Regions from separate parts of the Anser cygnoides genome. Here region 1 is linked to region 2. Evidence: chromatin contacts called from public Hi-C data. All regions are on one chromosome and are shown on one strand. Each heading gives the region's core, a stretch centred on a gene start, on an enhancer-like site or on the middle of the called end of the contact. The rest is flanking DNA. Distances are from core to core; before and after follow the strand shown.

Region 1 (6,356 bases), core at 2,774-5,273, 54 kb before region 2:
CAGAACTTCCTTCAACCAGCTTATCCACCACTATCTTCTCCAACATCTGTAACCTCCTTTCAGCTTTCACCTATGATTCTACTTTCTCATAAGCAGCCCCGACTAGTCTTTCCACCATGCCTTCATCCTACTGCTCCCCCAGCACTTTGTAAAAACGCTCCCCTACTTCTGCCTTGATTTCACTTTGCATCCACCCTTCCATCCTGCCTCCCCCTCTGACTGCCCCCAGTCTGCATCACATTCTCCTCGATGCCACCAGGAACCAGCTAGGAGCACCGGGCAGATGCGAGAGTGCCTGTGCCTAGCACAGCTTTAATAGCTTCTTGTAGGAATCACAGGGGAGGTGAGACCTGTCCAGACACTGAACGCTTAGGAACTGCAAGTCATGCACATAGTCCTGCATCACACCAGAGCTATTGAGACACTCACAGAACAAACTAAGCCATCAAATTTATTTATTTTGCTTAAGAGGAGAGAACTATTAGATCATCCAGACTGAGAGCCTGAGTATCACAGCAGTTTCATTTCATCTCCTTATTGTTCTTTTTACACACTGAGCTCCAATTTTGTGTCAGACTCGAGTCTAATCTCTTAAAAGACAGCAAGCCTCAAACATCCACAAGGAGAAAGTATCGCTGAATTCCTCCAATAAATTATTGCCGCAACTGGTAGCTTTCATCAGTATGTTTATGAATGTGACTGTTTCCATATTTTAGCTACTGGTCCTTTCTCTTCCTTTCTCCAGTAGCTTAGAGAAAGGAAGTGCACTCAGTATTCTCCTCACCAGACACACACTTGGATGATATAATTGAGTCACCAAGCTCAAGACTTTTTGTGCAAGATAAAGAGACTGAACTCTAATTAGGGAAGGCTTTATAGTTTCAAGTACTTGGGCTCTACATGACTACTTTCCATAGCCTTTAACGCTGCCACCGCAAGTGAATTTAGCATGAATGCCATATTCAACAAGAAAAATCTATAAACTCAGTTTAATAGAGAGAAGCAATCCAGCTTTGGGACACATTTTCATGGAATACAGAAGGCGGGAGAAACTACCAAATTTGAGATTCGGTCTTTTCTTAAATTATTCTGCAGCTGCTAATGGAGACATTAGATTCATACACTACAAATAAGTAATTCCTGCTCTGAACTTCCTTTACTGGAAACTCATTATATGCAGATGAGCACAAAAGTTTAGAGGAAAATAATCTGCTTTACCACAGATAATACCTCTCTCAGAAAGAGCTGATCAGCCCTAAGACTGGAAGTAAGCAAGCAGAAGAAAATTGTCACTCAAATAGTTTGGGCCCAGCAAACAACTAAGCATCCAAAACCAGACTATGCGGCTTTGTTAGCACTGTACGTTCATTTTTTTTCAAGTGCTGAATTTTATTCATTGCCTTTAAGATACGTACCCCTTTTGCTGAAGGGCAGGTGAAGAGCAGATGTGAGCCAGCCCCAAAGGCCTCACCCATTCAAGGTTCCCAGCGGGTCAATGGCTCAGCAGGCACACGCCAGCCCTCTGTGTGACTGGGCACTTTGAGGGTGGATCGGGGAATAACTAGTGACTCATTTATGGATTGCCTAAGGAAATGTATTCTGCAGTAGTGCGACACCTGGGTGCAATTCTCTACCACAAAGCAGTTATGGTAAAAAGAAAAGATTATGCTTCTGAATAACATTTGACTTTCAAAAGCTTGACTATAAGCAGGCAGTCCATTTGTCCTAGAAAAGCTTGTCTTTGCATTCGGATACTACAGATGCTCTTCTAAGAAGCCTATTAGAGAGAGAAAAAAAGAAAAAAAGAAGATGCCCCTAAGGATGGCACTCCTCACTCCTGGTAGCCAGCTTCGGTGTTGGAATGATGAGCTGGAGCTCCTCATGCAGGCAGTGGAGCCCTAGGTACCTACATACCACATGCTTCCCCCTTCCCTCTCCTCCAAGATAGGATCCTCATTCCAGCAAAATACACTGATAAGCAGGCAGGCAAACCAAGTGCTGAACAGAAAGAGAGATGACCAACATCAGATAACCCTCAGAAGCTCTTTGGCACCGAGCACTCTGGATCACAACAGGTTCTGCTGTAGTTGGCTGAGAAGCTCTTGTAGAGCCTCACTGCAAAGGGAATAAGAGGCACCAGCTCTGTGGAGCTACCCAAGGAAGTCACAAAGGGATGAGCACAGGATCTTTCCACACCCCAACACACAGCGAGGTGTTGCAAGGCAGGAAGAGCCACAGACGGCGTTCAAAAGCCCTCTCACATTGGGCTTTCCTCCCCCAGAGCACTCGCCCGGTGGCCTGCTGCAGCTGCGTTAGTCACCTCCGCTGTAGGGCAGCCAGAAGGTACCTGCGAGTGCAGGCAAGCCACCGGCAGCGCGCAGACGCTGCCATAAAAGGCAACATTCCTGGTTGCAATCCGGGGGAAATTCTTTCCCAGGACGGCAAAGCAGCAGTCATTGGGATAGCTGGAATTCTTCTAATTGTGTACAGACAGACAACTGAATAATGTGTTGAGCAACAGGAAATTGGAGCCTACCAAAGGGCCAAAGAGCTAACAAACACAAAAGCATAACTTTTAGACACGCTTCCAATTAAGACCCGCCGTAAATGCCAATATTTATTCTCCATACAATACCGACTTGTGCCGTCATGAATCAGAATGCTATTGCCCAGACAAGAGGCCACCTCCAACTCCCCCCCCACCTTTTCTTTTTTTTTCTTAGGGGATCATTCAACATGGGCGTACTGCACAGCTTCAGTCAGCACTTGCCTTTACTCCATTGTCGGTTGTGCAAGCAACCTACTCAGCAGAAGAGACTGTGCTGGGCACCATAAACTCAGCTGCTTGCAAGAACACAATCAAGGAACGCCTGATTAAAAGAAATCTGCATCTGCTTTTCCATCCTAAACAGAGTCACTTATTAAGAACAATCCAGAATAACAACTCATTAGTTAATTATAGCAACAGCTCTGTATTTCAGACCAGCTGGCAAGGAAAGCTTTTTATCTAGGGCTCCTCTTTAGTTCCCATCACCACAGTATTCAAGTGATCATAAGAAGCAGCAGCCTCAAGCACCCAAAAATTCAGGAAGTCTGACGTCCTTCAAATTTAAGCTATACAGCAGTATGGTACAATAAGTTCACTAGATTAATTTTACTGTATTTTTAAAAATATGATATCTAACTTATTATCGACTTCCTTCAGCCCTAAAATAAAAGACCTCATTTTAGACTGCTTCCAGGACTTCTTGGCACACATTAAAAATTAAAATTAAAAGCCAAAACTTAAATTAATTAAAAGCCAAAATTTGTTTTGACAAGACAGACATCTCATGTATTGGAAGTCCTCAGCCAAAGACTCCAGTGCAAAATAATGTATCGGAGGGAATTCTGAACTGCTGTGGTGGAATATATTGGCATAAACGATAAACGAACAGAGCCCCAGACTCCTGAATTTTTTTTTGGATGTCTTGGGATGGGAGAAGGAAAAGGTTGCCAGGCTGGAACTGTGCAATGTGGGATGTTCTGTAACCGAGATGTGTAGCCTAAGAGGCCTTTATCAGCCACTTCCTCCGCCCGAGCGACTGGTTCCAGGCCTGCTCATGGCCATAAAAGGAGAAGTAATATAGCGCGCACGCTGCGCTGACATCATCTCCCCGGCGAAGAGGAAGCCTAGCTGAAAGGCAAAGGCTTGGCTTGCGATCCCCTGCCTATAGCTGACTCATTAAGGCTGAGAGCTTAACCATAGCGAGGTGGTACCACCCACCGCCTAACCGCCGCGCTCTGGCGCAGCGGAGGGGCCTGGCCCTCTGGGTTTCCGTTACTGCAGCGCGCCCCTGAGGGCCCGCGGCCCAGCTGAGGCATCTGCCTGCTGGCCGCCTCCGAGCTGACCTGAAGCGAGGAGGAGTCGAAATGTGTGCTCCAGCCATGCTGTAGCTTCAGTTCTCGCTCTCTTCAAGCTGCTCATTCTGACCTCAGGGCCGTCTAACAGCCAGCGTCCTTCCCTCAGGGCTCTGGGGCATGAGGAGCCGCAGGCACCTGACACCGCTGCGCTACCCGGAACAACCCCACCGGCATAAAATCAAATATATTCACAGCGGTGCTTTAACCTACATGCTGGTTTGAGTTCCTGACACTGGTTTGAGTGTCAAAAACGCTCCTGGGAAACACCAGAACAGAGCCCGAGAGCTTGCTTTTGCACTGTCATTTAAGGAATGCATTAGACAAGAGTTTCAAAATGCTAATAACCTATCATTAAGTACAAGGGGAAAAAAATCAAATGAAGGATAAGCATAGCATATGCAAGACAGCTCTCACAGAGTTGAACTTCTAGATATGAAAAAGGAAAAAGTCATTTGATTTGGCAGGACCACTGCAGTGCCAAGATTCAGCTTTGCTGTATGTGAAGTTTGAGGACAAGCACAAGGAAAAAAAGAGTTTCATTTCAAAAAATGAAATACATCCTACTGGGTCAAATGCAAATATTTATTTCCCCAAGCCATTTCTGGACTAAAGCCCATACCCCTTTCTGTAGCATTCCACAACTGAATCTGGAGATAGCAAAACAGGAAAACAAGTTAGGCTGTAATTTTCGGTTACACAAATGTTTATGAAGTTCTGACAGGAAAGAAAAACTGGTATACGGCCTGCAAAAGCTCAGGCTGCTCACGATACTAAAACAGCGTACAGCAGGGAAACCGACAGAAAGGGCTGAACTATTACATAAGTGACTGCCAGAAGGCTCCTGCTCTGGTTTACAGGAATGAAGCAAAAAGGGTGTGGTAACTACTAAAAAACAAGCGGGCAATGGACTCTTTTAGCTCCTTGTTCTATTGAAAACCACATTTCAAGACAGATTTTTTTAGAGTTGCATTTAGAAATCTCAAATGATTCAAAGCATGTAAAACATCTCAAGAAAATCAGAAACTACATGTGTTTTCTTGCAATTTGCACACAAGCACCATCAAATGAACATCCTCCACATTTAGTATCCAAATTTAATACTGCCCTTTGCATCAGAAATTTGGACAGATCTTGGAAAAAAAATAGCAAAACCACATGCTATTTTCCTTAGGTTTTAGTGGAAACAGAATTTGACTCTTATGTGCAACTTGAAAGAGACACATCCACGCCCCTACCTAATCTGAACAGCTCTCTCAATCGGGTATCCCTCAATTGGTAGGCATGCACAGAATATTGCAGAGAAAATAAAGACACATTTTGGGCAGTGTAAAACACAGTGCAGTATAGCAGACAAGTGCTAAGAAGCAACCTGAGAAAGCAGAACTGAGACCCAGAAGTTAGAACAGAAGTCTCTACTAGCTTGGAAACTTAAGAAACATGTAAATGGCTGAGAATTACAAATACTTCAAGGTCATGTTCTGTAGGAGCAGATCTAAAGGATGGTTTCTTGTGAAAGTGACAACTGGGTCTGAGGTGCATCTGAAGACCTTCAAAAGCAAGCCATTCGTCTTAAAATAGCTAGCACTGTTTCCTCCCTGAATATAACAAGGCCAGTAAAGATCATGAAGGTGCTATACTTCAGATTTTTTTCTTTTAAACACCAAACCCATAGACTGCCTAAATTCTAAGTGAATACCAGCAAGTTGCTGGCCACATAGGCTCCTTTGCAAACTAATCCATCACAGTCAAGGAGGATTTAATCACTGCACAATGATTTTAAGAGTTTTATTCAGTGAACCATTAGGAGCTCTATACTGACATGTGGAAAAACTGGATGAGAAGTGAGATAGAGTGCATTCGCTAGCAACGTACAGTCTGTTTTCTCTCCTACATTTTAGCTGAGCAAGTTGAATAGTAGCTTAAAAAAATGGGCAGAGTACACATACAAGGGAAGAGCTCTGAAGAAAGCATTCCAGAACAACCATACTAATCCAAGCTATTACAAAGGAGTTTCAGGCACTGACAGTAAAATGGCCATCATGCTCCAGACACCAATGAAACTTCTAGCTTATTTCTAGCCTCAGTATTTGACATTAAAAATTCCTTGTGTGCGCTCTGAACAGACAAACAGGTGCTATTTGATAGCTTTAAAATGTTTTTCTTAATAGATCCTCTGGAGAACGCAAATTGAGGTAAAGAATTTACCCCTTCAATGTACATCTGCTGCTTTAGATTAATGATTTGTCTGCTCAAGACACCACTCCACTTACAGGCACTATGCTTCTTCAGTCATCAGTGCCAGAAAAGTAATTCTTCTGAAAGCAGTCAGACCTTAGGCTTCTGGCATCCAGGTTACCCAGGGAACAAAAACATTAAGACAAATGTGTGTGCTTTTTTTTTCTCTGAAAGCAAAAATGTTTTTATTTTCTTCAGAATTCTGCTCTTGAAACACA
Region 2 (6,920 bases), core at 1,029-3,528:
GGAGTGAGCACAGAGGGCTACGAAGATGATTAGAGGACTGGAGCACCTGTTGGACGAGGACAGGCTGAGAGAGCTGGGCCTGTTTAGCCTGGAGGAGAGAAGGCTGAGGGGACATCTCATCAAGGTGTGTAAATATCTGAGGGGAGCGTGTCAAGAGGATGGAGCCGGTCTCTTTTCAGTCGTGCCCAGCGAGGAGATGAGAGGCAACAGGCACAAACTGAAGCACAGGAGGTTCTGGCTCAATACGAGGGGGCACTTCTTTACTGTGAGGGTGACAGACCACTGGGACAGGTTGCCCAGAGAGGTTGTGGAGTCTCCTCCTCTGGAGATATTCAAAACCCGCCTGGATGCCATCCTGCAACGTGCTCCAGGTGATCCTGCTTGGTCCAGGGGTTGGACTGGGTGATCTTCAGAGGTCCCTTCCAACCTCGGCCGTTCTGTGATACGCTGTGTTTACACTGACAGATTTCTGCACGGCCTAAAGGACACATTTCTGCAGATTTAGAGGTGGGGACACCGAATATGAGCAGCAGAGCTGGAGGAGGGGCATGCAGTGAAATCCAGCCACTGCAGTGACCCAGTGGACCAGGCACAGGCAGGCAGCAGCCCTGGGCTTCCCCTCCCTGCGCAGACACCTCTCCCTGGAGAGGGACCTGCTCCGGACTACCACCACCGGCGAGCCTGTGCTCTTCCAGCTCCTACCTCGTACTCAATGGCAAGGTCTGTGTGATCATCGATGTCCACTTTGGCCATCACCACCTTCCCCTCCTGCTTGGCCACCATCTTCTCTAACCTGGGGCCTAGGATCTTGCAGGGACCGCACCACCTAAGGAGAGAAAGAGAGCAGGCACGAGGGGAGGCAAGTGCAGCAGCAGCAGGCACGGAAGGCTGGAACGCCAGTGCCTTTACCACCGTTTTACCTCTCTTGTCTTCAGCCCAACCTCTATGCTACGGGACGCTGCTGGCATTGAACGCCGAGCATAAACATTAACCAGCTCCCCCAGCCCGGGCTGTCCTCCTTCTGCTGCTCAGCCGTTCGTCCCTGCCCTGCTCACGTGTTGAGCTGTAACCCAGATGGCCACAACGCCGCCGTGGTGCAAGCGTTGCTGTCAGGCATGGGGGCAGCCACCTGCACACCTATTGGCTCGTGCCAATTATCACAGGCTTGCCTGTGTACTTACTGCAGAGTTAGCTGCAAAAATTGCAGACATAGCAGGCGTTTAACGCAAGAACATGGCAGCCACGGCAGATTTTGCAAGGCCCCACACAGGGAAAACAGTGCTGCACCTAAACACGCTGGTTAGGGAGCTGTGAACTCCCTCAGGCCAAGGAAAACACAAGTTAAAGCTCTGAGTGCCCTTTTCATGTAAAACATAAGCTCATGCAAAACGTAAGTTTTGTGCCTCCTTCCATGTTGGGTTTCAGGCTTTCCATTATTTGTCTTTTTCTCCCTGGATGACCCCAGTTAATGTTGGTTGTGGTTCGTCAGTTTGGTCTGTTTAGTGCAGCTGTTTTGGGGCTGCTCTGTAGCCTGTTTGCCCAGAATCAGCCACAACTCCTATGGCAGCACTACAGGACCGTGAAAACACTTGAAAAAGCAGTATAATCGGCATCGTTAATCCAGCGGATAACATCCAGGAATATTTTAACTGGCAAGAGCACAACAACAGTTTTATCGATCACAAACATTGCTTCTGCTACCGTGAGGCTGTCAAGAGCTCTGGCCCAAGAGCGCACGGTGCTAGAGCTGCAGAGACACAGCGTGAGCCTGCGGGGAGGTACAAAACGCGCGTTAACGTCGCTCTGTGTTTTTTGGGGGGACACTTAGCCCCGAGAAGCGATGAAGGGCGTTACCGGAGCCTCGCCGTGCCCCGGGGCTCGGCGCTGCCGGGCACTTACTGCGCGTGGAAGTCCACCACGACGGGCTTGGCGCTGTTGACCACCCGCTCCTGGAAGTCGCCGCCGTCCTGCACGTTGAAGGCGCTCGGGCGGGCCGCGGAGGTGCCCAAGGCCCTGCCGGGGCCGGCCAGCAGCCGACGGAGCGCCAACCTCTGCGCCATCTGCGGGGAGAAGAGGGGGGCGTCAGGGCGGGGGGGCGGTCGCGATCCCCGTCCCGATCGCGACCCCGCTCCCTATCGCGGCCGCGGCCCCGCACCTCGCCCTGCCCGCAGGTGCCCAAACCCGCTTCCGGCCGTCTCTGCGGATGGAGCCGCCCCCCCCCGCCCCGTTTGCGGGAGCTCAGTGGCTGCCGCTGCTGTCACTCGCACCCAGCCGCCGGCTTGGGGCGGAGCAGGCTGCTCCGCGGGGACCTTTTTCGTGCCCCCTGGGGGAGCTTTGTCGCGCACCCCCGCGATTCATTGGGATTTAGGGGACCGGCCCCGCGTGGAGCCCCCCCGGGGGACGCACACGAACGCGTGGGGATAACAAAGGGGCAGGAAAGCGCAGCCCACCACCCAGCCAGCCCTTGGGAGAGGGGTTTTGGGGTGAGCGGAGGGGAGAGAAAGAAACAGGACGAGCGTTTTGTCACCAAAGTGCACCTGGAACTTTCTTGTCGGGATGCAGTGCAAAGAGGAGGGGTGGCGGACATGCTTTATAAAACGGGGTGTGTGGGGGGGCTTTTTAGGGTGTTTGGTACAGAGAAGAAATGTTTGGACAGCAGGCCCACAGTCAGTGTGAGTCTCTCTGCCCTAGGACTGGAGGCAGGCTGCTCAGCCGCGTAGGGCGAAGGGTCTCTTGTAGTGCTCTCCTGGAAATGAGAAATTATCCCCGCCGGACTTAACTAAAAACCCACCACCCCTCTGTGCCCACCTCCGGCACCGCCCTAAATCAAAGGCAGCAAAAATACCGTGCAGTTTGCCCAGAGAACCACTTCTGGATTCGGTACACAAACAGATCCCGAAGCACTCGCAGCACCCAGGGAGCAGCGCGCCCGCACCAGGCTGCCACGGGACACGAGCAAGTCACCTCACAAGAGGGAGGTGACAATGTAAGTCACCCAAACGTCCCTCAAATCTCCCCTTTTGGACCCCTGGATGTCGCTGCAGATGCTGGCCTAGGCTATAAACACCACCTTCAGGCAACTCTGAGCACTGCAAGGACAAAGCGGGCGCCTCAGCACCGCCGGATTTCAGGCCCTGCCTTGTCCTTGGGAGCACGTCGGTCCTTTCTGTAACAGCAAGATCTGAGCAGGTCTTTGGCAAGTCGTGAACGGCAGAAGAAGGGATGGGGATGGAAGAGGCGCGGGGGAGAGGGGAGAGCCCTGCCGGGGATCTCTGTTACAGTACTGGCACAGCAGCACCCGTGGGTTTCCGCGCGGCGGGAGAAACGTTAGAGTTCGTCCTTGGCGTTAACGAGATGCTGCAGCGGGCGGACGGGTACGACGTGGTCCTTCAGCAGCTGGTCCCCGTCGGGGAGTTTGTCACCTGAGAAGTCCGCGGCAGCAAAATCCTCCAGCAGGCCGGCTGCTACCGCGTGGCGCCGGAGCCTCTCGCTCCCCGCCAGTCCTTGCATCCTCGCGTAGCCCTGCTGGCAGAAGGGAGGCAGCTTCTGGCGGGTGAGGGCGAAGAGGAAACAGGATTCTGCCAGGGAGAGCACAAAAAAGTAAATGAGACTCACCGGAGACACCCTGTAGAGAACAATTCCCAAAGGCTTTTGGGAACACGCACGCAGCACCAGCACTTTTTACTGTCCGGGGAGCACATCGGAGAGGTGTGACTGACTGCGAGAGCGCCAGCGCATCGCAGGGAGATCTCAGTTATTTGCAGAAGAGCTCGCTCCTGTCCCGTGTCCCTCACGTCCCTCCTCCACCTCCTGCCACCTCAACCCCAGGCTCAAATTACCTGCGAAGAAACTGCGCAGGTCGGTGCTGAGGCAGTTCTCCAAGAAACGCCTCAGCGGCAGGATGTGAGCGTTTGGGGCCGTCCAGTCTGTCAGAAAATCCTCCACGATGTGATGGATGGCATCTGGGCGGGGGAGAGGCCAATCGGGGGGACGAAGTTTCATCTCACGCTCTGCCAAGAGACCATTAAGGGAAACTCTCAGAATCAAAATGGAATTAGAAAGGGGAAGCAGAAAGCAGCCGCAACAGCTGTAGCAGTTTTTGCCCTGACCTAATCCCTACCTTACTCTCACATTTGCAATCCCCTCTGCTAGCTCTGTCCTGAGGAGCCCTGCCACCGCAGCATCTCCCATCGTTTCCCTCTGGAAGGGACTGCCCATCAGGCTGAACTGTGCTCAGGCTTTAGTGCTGCCACCCACCAAGCTGCTTTCCTTGCAGGTCAGGCTGCCCCCCGAGTTGATCTTTCCGAGGTGAGGATTCAGTACACACACTGGCTGGACAGAGGCTTCGCAGCGGAACAGAGCTTTACCTGTTGGGAGGCGTTTGTAGTAGTAAATCACAGGGTGCAAGAAGTTGGACTGCCAGGCGTGCTGCGCCTCTCCCACAGCTCGGTTGTAGTAGAAGACATCCTTGTCAGCCCCCGAGAAATTCCTCCCGTACTCCATGACGACGACAAACAGCCCCTCGGGAGCATTCCTCCCCGCCTGTGTTTCCAGCTCAGCCAGGATTCCGACCGGGTACTCTTCCAGGTACTCAAAGGCTGTGGCATTCCTAAGAATTGCAACCACAATCATCAGATTTTTCTGCCAGAGAAAAGCCAAGTGGGATCCAACACCCCCGCAGCCGATCGAGGCTAAGGCCAAAGAGCCATCATCAGCTACCAATTATTTTGGTAACTACAGATCTGGGCTGGGCTCGATGCAGAGCTTAGGAAGGCTGCACTTACTGTTACAAGACTCCCTTACGTTCCCAGACTCTGGGATCCCTCTATTAGCACTGCTCAAGGAAAACTTTCCTGTGGGCACAGTAAGAGTAGTACACCTCCGAGCCCAGCAGGAACGCCTGGGCCATTTCAGCCCTTTAAGAGAAGGCAAGTCAGGCAGGCGGGGCAGGAGGCCGGCGTGGCTGACCAGGAACATTCTAATGGAGATTAGGCGGAAACAGAGAGTGTTTCGCTACTGGAAGGAGGGCCAGGTGTCATGGAAAGAATACAGGGATGCCGTTCGTGTTTGTAGGCAGAAAATTCGTGTGGCCAAAGCACACCTTGAGTTGAAGCTGGCTGTGTCTGTGAGAGAAAATAAAAAGGGCTTTTTCAGATATGTGAATGGAAAAAGGAGAACTAAAGAATACATAGGGCCGCTCCTTGATAGGGAAGGTCTCCTCACAGACAATGACATAGGCAAAGCAGAGACGCTTAACGCCTTCTTCGCCTCTGTCTTCAATGCCGATGATGGGCTTCGGGACCCAGGGTGCCCTGAGCTAGAGGACTGGGACGGTGGGGATGACAAACTCCCAACCGACCCTGAACGTGTGCAGGATTTGCTACTCCACCTGGATCCCTACAAGTCCATGGGTCCGGATGGGATTCATCCCCGGGTGCTGAAAGAGCTGGCGGACGTCATCGCGGAACCTCTCTCAATTATTTTTCAACGATCCTGGGAATTTGGAGAGGTCCCGGTAGACTGGAAGCTGGCAAATGTTGTGCCGATTTACAAGAAGGGTCAGAAAGAAGACCCTAGCAATTACAGGCCTGTCAGTCTCACGTCAGTGCCTGGTAAAATCATGGAGAAGATGGTTCTCGAACTTATTGAGGCTCACCTGGGGGACAAAGCAGTCATTGGTCCCAGCCAGCATGGGTTTGTGAAGGGCAGGTCCTGCCTAACTAACCTGATTTCCTTTTATGATAAGATCACCCGTATGATGGACCAAGGGAAACCAGCTGATGTGATTTTTTTGGACTTCAGCAAGGCTTTTGACACGGTTTCCCATAGGATCCTACTGGACAAAATGTCCACCATACAGCTAAATAAAAACATCATACGATGGGTGAGCAATTGGCTAACGGGCAGGGCCCAAAGGGTTATAGTAAATGGGGCTGCGTCAGGCTGGCGGGCGATCACCAGTGGGGTCCCTCAAGGCTCCATTTTAGGGCCGGTACTTTTCAATATTTTTATAAACGATCTGGATGTAGGAATAGAAGGTATTTTGAGCAAGTTTGCTGATGACACCAAACTTGGAGGAGTTGTGGACTCGAATGAGGGTGGAAAGGCCTTGCAGAGGGATCTGGATAGGTTAGAGAGCTGGGCGATCACCAACCGCATGAAGTTCAATAGGAGCAAGTGCCGGGTCCTGCACCTGGGACGGGGAAACCCTGGCTGCACGTACAGACTGGGCGATGAGACGCTAGAGAGCAGCCTGGAAGAGAGGGATCTGGGGGTCGTGGTTGACAGCAAGCTGAACATGAGCCAGCAGTGTGCCCTGGCGGCCAGGAGGGCCAACCGTGTCCTGGGGTGCATCAAGCACGGCATCGCTAGTAGGTCAAGGGAGGTGATTGTCCCGCTCTACTCTGCGCTGGTGCGGCCTCACCTCGAGTACTGTGTGCAGTTCTGGGCACCACAGTATAAAAAGGACATGAAACTGTTGGAGAGTGTCCAGAGGAGGGCTACAAAGATGGTGAAAGGCCTGGAGGGGAAGACGTACGAGGAACGGCTGAGGTCACTGGGCCTGTTCAGCCTGGAGAAGAGGAGGCTGAGGGGAGACCTCATCACAGTCTACAACTTCCTCGTAAGGGGGTGTCGAGAGGCAGGAGACCTTTTCTCCATTAACAGCAGTGACAGGACCCGCGGGAACGGGGTTAAGCTGAGGCAGGGGAAATTTAGGCTCGACATCAGGAGGGGGTTCTTCACAGAGAGGGTGGTTGCACACTGGAACAGGCTCCCCAGGGAAGTGGTCACTGCACCGAGCCTGTCTGAATTTAAGAAGAGATTGGACTGTGCACTTAGTCACATGGTCTGAACTTTTGGGTAGACCTGTGCGGTATCAAGAGTTGGACTTGATGATCCTTAAGGGTCCCTTCCAACTC

Evidence for each region. A called contact is a pair of places that touch in the nucleus more often than the background predicts.
Region 1: a Hi-C map of liver shows a contact between it and region 2, with 1.8 times the contacts expected there. The contact joins the enhancer-like site here to the promoter of TXN2 in region 2. A contact is called at or near these places in 5 of 7 Hi-C or Micro-C datasets (fetal liver, granulosa cells and liver).

Annotation. Positions count from the first base shown.
Region 1 is chr1:56,538,513-56,544,868 of Taihu_goose_T2T_genome, reverse strand. All of the region lies in intron 3 of MYH9 (myosin heavy chain 9), which reads right to left. Among named protein-coding and RNA genes, the nearest start is that of MYH9, 27 kb to the right of the region's middle. Within about 2 kb of position 4,023, at least 2 of the 3 cell types and tissues checked have open chromatin away from gene starts, as enhancers often do. A contact at or near this core is called in fetal liver and liver, where this site is marked.
Region 2 is chr1:56,482,502-56,489,421 of Taihu_goose_T2T_genome, reverse strand. TXN2 (thioredoxin 2) reads right to left here and starts at 2,278. Exons shown (of 4, transcript XM_048048298.2): 1 at 2,156-2,278; 2 at 1,900-2,060; 3 at 703-826. The coding sequence starts at 2,060. FOXRED2 (FAD dependent oxidoreductase domain containing 2) reads right to left here. Exons shown (of 9, transcript XM_066996741.1): 7 at 4,368-4,609; 8 at 3,840-4,010; 9 at 2,445-3,578. The coding sequence ends at 3,328.